2 separate regions of the Mus musculus genome follow, and region 2 is linked to region 1. Evidence: chromatin contacts called from public Hi-C data. All regions are on one chromosome and are shown on one strand. Each heading gives the region's core, a stretch centred on a gene start, on an enhancer-like site or on the middle of the called end of the contact. The rest is flanking DNA. Distances are from core to core; before and after follow the strand shown. Region 1 overlaps Osbpl10 (oxysterol binding protein-like 10). Region 2 overlaps Gm39447 (a long non-coding RNA gene).

The links. A called contact is a pair of places that touch in the nucleus more often than the background predicts.
Region 2: a Hi-C map of centroblasts shows a contact between it and region 1, with 2.4 times the contacts expected there. The contact joins two enhancer-like sites.

The regions. Positions count from the first base shown.
Region 1 is chr9:115,042,760-115,047,130 of GRCm38.p6, forward strand. The region is part of intron 1 of Osbpl10 (oxysterol binding protein-like 10); the gene reads left to right. Among named protein-coding and RNA genes, the nearest start is that of Rps27rt, 62 kb to the left of the region's middle. Within about 2 kb of position 2,217, at least 41 of the 459 cell types and tissues checked have an H3K27ac peak or open chromatin away from gene starts, as enhancers often do. A contact at or near this core is called in centroblasts, where this site is marked.
Region 2 is chr9:115,487,570-115,491,940 of GRCm38.p6, forward strand. The region is part of intron 2 of Gm39447 (a long non-coding RNA gene); the gene reads left to right. Among named protein-coding and RNA genes, the nearest start is that of Gm39447, 39 kb to the left of the region's middle. Within about 2 kb of position 1,857, at least 35 of the 459 cell types and tissues checked have an H3K27ac peak or open chromatin away from gene starts, as enhancers often do. A contact at or near this core is called in centroblasts, where this site is marked.

The DNA of each region.
Region 1 (4,371 bases), core at 967-3,466:
TTGTTTCACAAGAGATAGGTGTGCTAGGTCACAGATAAGTGTGCTCTCTCATAGCTTTCTGTTTATTTTCTGAGGCGGCTGCTTCTGGTTTTATGACATCAGCCGATGTAGTCACTACAGCTGCTGCAAGGGCCCCCGTGTCTGAAAATACTTTCCGGCCTTGTTCAGAAAAGTTGGCAAACCCCTATGCTACTTACGGCCTGCACTGTGGGCCTTGGGTATCCCCGCTCCATGGTTATAAAGCCCTGTGCTGGGCATCCTGGGCTTAGCGTGTAGGGCTGTAACTCAGATAGCAACTGGAATGTGGCAGCCATATCGGAGGATGTGTGGCTGCCATATTTTCTAAGGGCCCCTGCTTGGTCTCCTGTAAGACTTAAGCCATTGTGATGAAAAGGATCAAAGCAACAAACATCACACGACCTTGAACCTGAAGTTCTCTGCTTGGGAGCTCTGAATAAACCAGGGGGCCTCTGATTCAGGCTGAGGTGGCTTAGGAGGGGAGTGCAGGTCTGCTCGGGTTCTTGTGCTTGGTCAGTAAGCGCAGTATCCACTGAGCCTCTTCCTGGCCTCCACCTGTTACCGCTACCATTATTCCTGTAAGTGTACAGGTGTTAGGTGGCTGGTTTTAAAGCTGCCCCTGAGAGGGAGGGCAGTTCAAGTACTGGTGGGTGCGATGTTGCTGAAGGCCAAGTGTTGTTTGTTGGCAGCCGGGCTGTGGAGAGAGGCCCTGGGAAGGGAAGCTGGCTTGAGGGTTTATGTAAATCTCCGTGTGTGCTCATTCGATCCAAGAGAGGGGACTGAAATGGTCAGGATGCCAGAGTGGCTCAGCAGAATCAGCGAATCACTGTAGAACGGTTCATTTCAATTTTTTCTCTTTTGCTAATGAAATAATTTGCTGAGATGTGACAATTTAGAAGTCCCCCCTTCCCTCTCTTTTAACCTTGAGCTACTAACAGCAGCCTTCATTAGCAGCTGAGCGGTAGAGTTAATGGCATCTTTCGTGTTCCATTCTGCTGGTTCCCTTTTCAGGACCAGGCTCCAGGTACCTCAGAAACTGCCTCCCGAAACAAAAGGCCAAAGATGCAGAAGCCCCATGGTTGATAGGATCCAGAGAGGAAATGACTGATGGCTTTAATAGCTTCACAGGATGAAGATTGTTCTAGAAACATTGCCTGAGAGGCCACAGAAAGCCTAGCTGGCAGTCTGGGGCTTGAAAGTTATTTACTTTGTTCATTGATCTATGGGTGGGTTTTTGGTAGTTTATAGGTATGACTGTGTCTGTGCACCATGTGCATGCAGTGCCAGCAGAGGCCAGAAGAGGGCGCGAGAGCTCCTGGAAGATGGTTGTGAGTCACCATGAGGGTGCTGTTAAGAACTAAATCTTAGTCTCTGCAAGATCAACTAATGCTCTTCTGAGTTATCTCTCCAGCATCCCCCCACCCCAAGCTATATAAATACGTGTATATTCTTTCTGTATGTGTATGTGGGGGGGGAGGCAGAGAATGATTTTTGGTGTCCTTCCTCATTTGCCATTCACCTTTGTTTTGAATCAGGGTCTCACTTTGACCTGGAACTTGTCACTTGGCTAGGCTGGCAGGCCAGAGAGCCCCAGGGACCCTCCTGTCTATACTGGCCTTCCCCTGGTGTGGGCATGGCAAACTGACTTTTTCTTACATGACTTTTGGGGACCAAACTCAGGTGTCTTTGTGTGGTAAGTATTTTACTGACTGTGTTGTGTTCCTAGCTTAACGTGTATATATTTTAGGACATTTCCTTTCCGCTCAACGAACTGTGTCTCCTGTGACCTCAGGTTGACACTGTTGGACCGCCTCTGACCAGGTTCCTCTGCTGTAGAAGCAGGTTCCTGGTGTCACCAATCACCCAGTTAAGTGACAGCTAAATGCACAGTGCTCCTTTCTGGCCCCAGGGGAGCTGCTGCCTTCTCCCTACATCTCAGGGAAAGAAGAGTTCCCACATTTGTAGGCGATCAATACAGCCCCCCTCCCTCCCCAGGAACTTAAAAATATCCTGGCCAATGGAAGCAGAGTGTTACAGCAGAGGGATTGATCTTGGAATGGTGAAGGCAAGCAAACACCCGGAAGGTATAGCGAACCTAAGACATGGATGTTTATTCCTGTCCAGTTTGTTTTAAACCTTGTCCTCTCGTGTGAAACGGGGTGGATGGCAGTGAGCTATTTATGCAGCAGAAACACCCACACCATTGTCCCTGGCTAGGCACCTGGCCTCTAATTCATCCGGTGGAGCCACAGAGTGCAGGGCTGCAGGAGAAAGAGTGACTCTCTTAGCTGCTGTCTTCCCATCCCGCCCCATCTGAATATGTTCTGTGTTTTGTGACCATCATCTGTCTGTGTGTGTATCTGTCTGTCTATCTGAGACGGGGTCTCACGTGGTTCAGGCTAGCCTTGAACTTGTCCTGTAACCAAGGGTGTCCTTGAGCATCTCATGCCCCTGCCTCCACATCCCAAGGGTGGGCATCCTGGGCATACTCCACCATGTGATGTGCGGGGGACCAACCCAGAGCCTGGTGTCTGCTAGGCGAGCATGCTGCCAGACAGTCTACAGCCTGTCTCTACTTGGATTAGGCATTTTGGTCTCTCCCAGGCTGCCGCAGTAGCCTCTGACCGGCAGCCCCCGCTTCCTGTCCTCCGCAGGGAACCTCACTATAGAATGATACTTTGTTTCACGTCTTTGCAGCGTCCTTCCTGAACTTCTCCAGGTCCCTGCTATCAAAGCCTGGCGCTTCTCATGTTTGCCAGGCTCTGCCTTCTGCCAGGGCCTGAGATGGTGCACCTGCTGTCTCACACTGTTCAGGACACACCAGCTGTCTTCTGTCCCTGTCCGCCTGCTGTGCCCACTGCGTCCCGCAGACTGATATCTGTGGTCCTGAACTCGGTGGTTTCACTCAGCTCACACTTCTGGCCCTGGTCCTCCTGTGTGTTGCTCATGCTCACAGGTCTCTGTGACAGGCCAAATTGGATCTCCTACACAGCAATATGTTGTCACACTCTACTTCCGTTCTTCTCAGGAGCTTATTGTATGGTTGGGGCGGTAGCTCAGTTGGTGAAGTGCTTGCCATAAAAACAGGAGGACCCAAGTTCCATCCCCAGAACCCCCACAAAAGTCCAGTGTGACTTCAGCACTGGGAGCAAACACAGGGTGATTCTCAGAGGTCCTGGGTGGGCCAGTCTAGCAGAATTGGCAAGCAGTAGGTTCAGTGGGGAGACCCTTTCTCAAAGAGTATGGTCTATGACAATTGGGGACACCTGCTGTTGACCTCTGGCCTCCACACACATCCACAGGCATGCATGGGCATCTACAAACATGCACATGCGTGTGTATACACACATACACACACATAGGCACACACACATACACGCATATACACAGAGTCATGTACACACACATACAGAGTCATGTACACACAAACACACAAATGTACAAGGCATACACACAGAGACACACATACACACACAGGCATGCACACACATACATATAGAGGCATATACACACATACATTCAGGGGTATGCACACACACACAAAGGCATGCACACACACATATACACAGAGAGGCACACACACATACACAGGACTTCACACACACACACACACACACACACACACGCGCACGCGCGCACGCACACACAGAGGTACTAACAAACACACAGAGGTGCACACACAGTAAAGTACTGATTGGCACTAAATACACTCCTTGTATCTCTGTAGTTTCCGTCAATGGAACACTGTCTCCACTCCACGAGGGCAGGAATTAGTTTCTGTGCGACTGTTTCTGTCTCTCCTGTGGAGACTTAGGAATCAAATTCCACTCCACTGAAAGAACAGCCAGTGTTTTTAACTGCTGAGCCGTCTCTCCAGCCCCCAAGTGTGTGAGAGTTTGCACGAGTATGACCACGCGTGCAATGCATGTGATTTGTGTGCGTGTTCAAGGACCAGAGGTTCACGTTGCTCGTCACCCCTGATTACTCTCCACCTTACCTGATAGGCAGGGTCTCTCACCCGAACCCTCAGCTCACCGGTTGTGTTAGTCTCACTGACGTACTCTGGGAATGCGTCTGTTTCCAGAGTGCTTGGATGACAGGTAGTTTGCCACACATGCCCAGAACCTAAGTGGAATCTGAACTCTGGCCCTCTAGCTTGTGTGACTTGCACTTTACCCACTGAGCCATCTTCTTATCCTCCCATCTGCCTTTGAAGATTTTTATAAAATGGCCAGTGATCTAAATGGGGCAATAATTATGAGGAGACATGTTTTCGGCTTACTGGAATCACAAGGGAAGGTGACTGAACCTCCTTAGTCACAACCCTGAACTAAGCCCAGATCAAGGGAACTC
Region 2 (4,371 bases), core at 607-3,106, 440 kb after region 1:
TAGTTACCGTGTGGCCTTTGCCGTGAAGAGATCACTTGTAATAGTGTCAGAGCATTTGTGTTCAAGTGGGCCTTACTTGATAATGGTCTCAAAGCCTGAAAGTCAGGATGGCCGCTCTTTGGATGTGTCACATAGAGGAAATAAGGTACTTCTCTTATGTGAAAAAGTGGAAGGTCAAAAGCCATGGTATGTATAGAACTTAGAACTAGGATACTAGGCATCTAGTGGGGATATTGAATCATTTCCTACATGTAAGAGGTACACACACATACACACTTCTGAGTGTATACATATATAGTAGTATATAGATACGATTTTGGTAATATTTGTCAAACTATTTACCCTGTTTCTGATTAATTACCCTATTATAGAATTAATCAAGATTGGATGCAGGAAATGCCCATGGGGCATCAAATCAATGCATGAAGCTGCTGGATGTTCTCATGAAGCCTTCTCCATCTGGGTTCTGGGTTTTGCTGCTCTCCTGTCTGGTCTGGGAGAGTGACCCATGTGGTCTCTACCAGAGTTTGCAGGCCAGACATGACAGTGGTGTCACACCCAAAGCATCTATGGAAGTGTTTTCCATGATGGAGCTCATGGTATACTGAAGTGTTTTCTGTGACAGCATGCATGCACACTATACCTACAGATGGGATTTATATTAGAAAGCCTACAGTCCAGATGGTTGAACTATGGTTCTTTATGGAAAGGCTTGCCTTCCCCTTGGTTTATAGCTTGATGCATACCCTGCCCTCTGGCTCCCATTGGGTCCATGGCAAGAACAGGAGGGGACGGGGCAGGGGAGCCTACAGAAGGGAGTTGTAGGCTGTATTCTACTGGCTGCCACACTTATCTGTTTGCCAGAGGATGGCTTTGTTTCTGGACAGAGAATCCCAGCGCTTCCTGGGAGACTCTCCAGTTGTCTCTCTCTGCCTCTGGGTTCTGGTGACCTTACTCCTGAGCCCAGCCATGGGCCCAGAGACAATACTTCTTACTATAATGAGCCCTGTGGCCCTGTGCTATGTCCTGTGGCTTTCTTTGCTTTGCCATTTCTATGCAAACAGCCTTTTATGAAACCAATCTTAATTTATCTTAATTTATTTATACCTTATTCCTTCTAGGATTCAAACTGAACAGCAGGTTACTGTTTTATGTATATATTGTGACCTAAATTTGAGGGCATAAAGAAAACCCCGAGAGGAGCCTCATGAGAATGGTACCTGCTTGTCTGTGCCAGGGGAGGGTGTCGCTAACCCTCTCCACGTTCTTACTTTCGGTTGAGTCTGCGTGATGAAGATGTATGACTTTTCCCTCTAATGGAAAGAAGCAGTAAGTAATATAAGGGGAACAAAACAAAAACAAAAACAAAAACAAAAGCATACACCTTTCCTGGGAGGAATATAGGAATGGAGAGGGTATGCATGGCTCACTCGGGGTTTAGACATGTAAATGGTTGGATGGTTGTCTCTCTCTTCATGCACGTGTATCCCAGAGACAGTCCCCCCACTCCCACCATACACACTAGGAAATACGTCAGCTCCTCAGTACCACAACTTTAGCCACTGAACCCTAACCTTGGCCCCAGTGGCATATGCCATGCACCTGCTGTGGGGATGGGGCGCTCACACCTAACACCTGCACGGTGATGATGCTAAAGGCCCGGCCTGCACTATTGTGTGTTAGGCCACTGTTCTTCCAAGCATACTGTCTGCTGTCAGCGTGGGTCCTGTGTTGACATGGGTGGCTGGTTGTTACCTGCTAATCAAGTACTCTCTGGAGGAAGCCTGGGCTCTGTCTTAAGCATGACTAACCAGCTCAGGCTTCGAGACTTCCTGACATCTAGAGCCTCCTCAGGAGCAGTCTGGCCTGCTGATTAAGTTTTCTTGCCAGAAGATCAAGAGCTCATGCAAATGGGTCTGTGGTGACTGGCTCTGACTTTTAAAAAGTCCCAGGAAGTTCTGTTGGGGTTTTTGTCCACATCAGTGATTTCCATAGGAAGCGGCCAAGCAGAATGAAAGCAGCAGTCAGGTGTTAACTCTAGCAAACAGATAGAGAGGCAGACTAGGAGAGGCCCTGATTTACTATGTAGTAGTACTCTGAACAGTATAGACTTGACTATCAGGTGGATCATGTGGTAACTGTCTCATGACAGGGGGTGTCATGAACCAAAAGCCTCCTGCTGTATCCCAGATGGCTTAGTGGTTAAGAGCACTGACTACTCTTCCAGAGGTCATGAGTTCAATTCCCAACAACCACATGGTGGCTAATAACCATCTGTCATGGGATCTGATGCCCTCTTCTGGTGTGTCTGAAGAGAGCAACAGTGTACTCAGATCCATAAAATAAATAAATAAATCAAGAAGAAGAAGAAGAAGAAGAAGAAGAAGAAGAAGAAGAAGAAGAAGAAGGAGAAGGAGAAGGAGAAGGAGAAGGAGAAGGAGAAGGAGAAGGAGAAGGAGAAGGAGAAGGAGAAGGAGAAGGAGAAGGAGAAGGAGAAGGAGAAGGAGAAGGAGAAGGAGAAGGAGAAGGAGAAGGAGAAGGAGAAGGAGAAGGAGAAGGAGAAGGAGAAGGAGAAGGAGAAGGAGAAGGAGAAGGAGAAGGAGAAGAGGAACTGCTGGGGCAGAAGGTGTTTAGTCTGAAAGCTCTTTGAGACCTGCCACTTGGCTAAGGTGACTGGGAGATCCCCCTCTACAATGGCTAGTCCCCTAGCAAGGGACCTCTGGATGGAGGGGTGAGGCTAGGAGTGCTGGGCTATGTGAGGTCATGACTGACCTCTTAAACTCTTTGCCAGGGCTCTTTCCTGACTTCTGTACACCAGCAATGGGGAGGGACACTCCCTGCAGCGAGAGAGCTCCAGGCAGGGTTGGTAGGTGCTATGTTAGGTTACAGACAGGATTGGGAATGGAGCTGACTACCCTGGCTCTCTTTGCTCTACACAGAGACAACTAAGAATGTCTCCACAGCTGCTGTATGAGCCAAGGACTGTCCCAAGGTGTCTTGTTAATGTCCACTCCTGTTGACATCAGAAACAAGTCTCCAGACAGAAATATCACTACTAAACATCTTGGGTAGTGAAGGAAACCAGAATTGCTGGAGAGGTCAGAGCCTGAAGCTCTGTGCCTATTTGAGGAGGCTCTTCATGCTCTCTCTATGGAAGGGAGCTGGGGATGGGCATCTGCCTCCCCCCCCCACCCCGACTCCCAGGCTCACAGCTGCAAAGGTTTTCTCTAATGCCAGAGACTATTTTGTAACTTCTACATTCACTAATTTTTGCCCCAGTAGGCCATCAAGGAGAAAATATCCAGAAGGTTGGAGCAAATGCCATTAAGTTTTCTTCCTAATGTAATGCTTTGGGTGGAAGTTGATTCCCCCCTCCTTTAATGAAAATGTATTTATCCTTATCAGAGTAGCCTTGGGAAGCTCTGAGCAGATGAGTCCCCGAAGCCTGTAACTACCCAGGAGGATGCATTTTGCTAAAAGCCTGGACATCGTGGGGAAAATGATAAAAAGGACCACATTGGGCAGATAAAATGCCAGTGGTAGAAGGGCCCGAGGCAAAGGAAATTGAAAGAAAATGGAAGAAATGAGAGAGAAATTGCAGCACTGAGAATATTTGAGTGTATTCCCCCGGAGAGCAAAAATGACATGAATTTTTAGAACAAAATATTAATGCTTAAAAGTGCCAAGTCATGGCTGCCTGTGGCTTCTGATTGCTGGCTTCGAGTTTAGCCATTAGACCCAGAGGTGTGTCTGCAATGGTGTTCTTAGAGGCCATTAGATCTTAGAGGCTCGAACATAATCAATAAATGAATTCCCCAAGAGACTCAAACTATGGTGGCATGATTAGGAGGGGGTGAAGAGTACCAAGATGAGCTGTAGAGGGACCGGGCTACTGGGGACACCTTCTTGGGACTCTGTCACCATGGTCATTGCCCATGTAACTCTTTTTTCTTGGCTTCTCACCGTGATGGACTGACACCTATGAAGGTGGGAACCAGGACAAGCCAGTCCTCTGTAACCTGTTTTCTAGGCTGTTGCCCTCGTAGTGGGGGATGGCTAACTAACTGGGAGGGAGCTCTGCTTTATAGGAGGAGAATCAGAGTAGGAGTGAAGCAGGGGCATCCTGGGAAGCCATGCGAGGAGCTCCTAGGGAGACTGTCATGTATTGTAGAGTCACTGTGACATTTGTTGTGCTGATAAAAGCTTTCATTTGAGTATACCGGGTAAAACACAATCTGAGAGCCATCTCAGCTTCATCCCTATTATAATCGGATATTTTGGATATTTTAAAGCATTTGCTTCTAAGTTGTTTTCTTCTACCTCACACAAATCTATTCTCCCCCCCACTCTTACCCCCACCCCCCGCTCCCA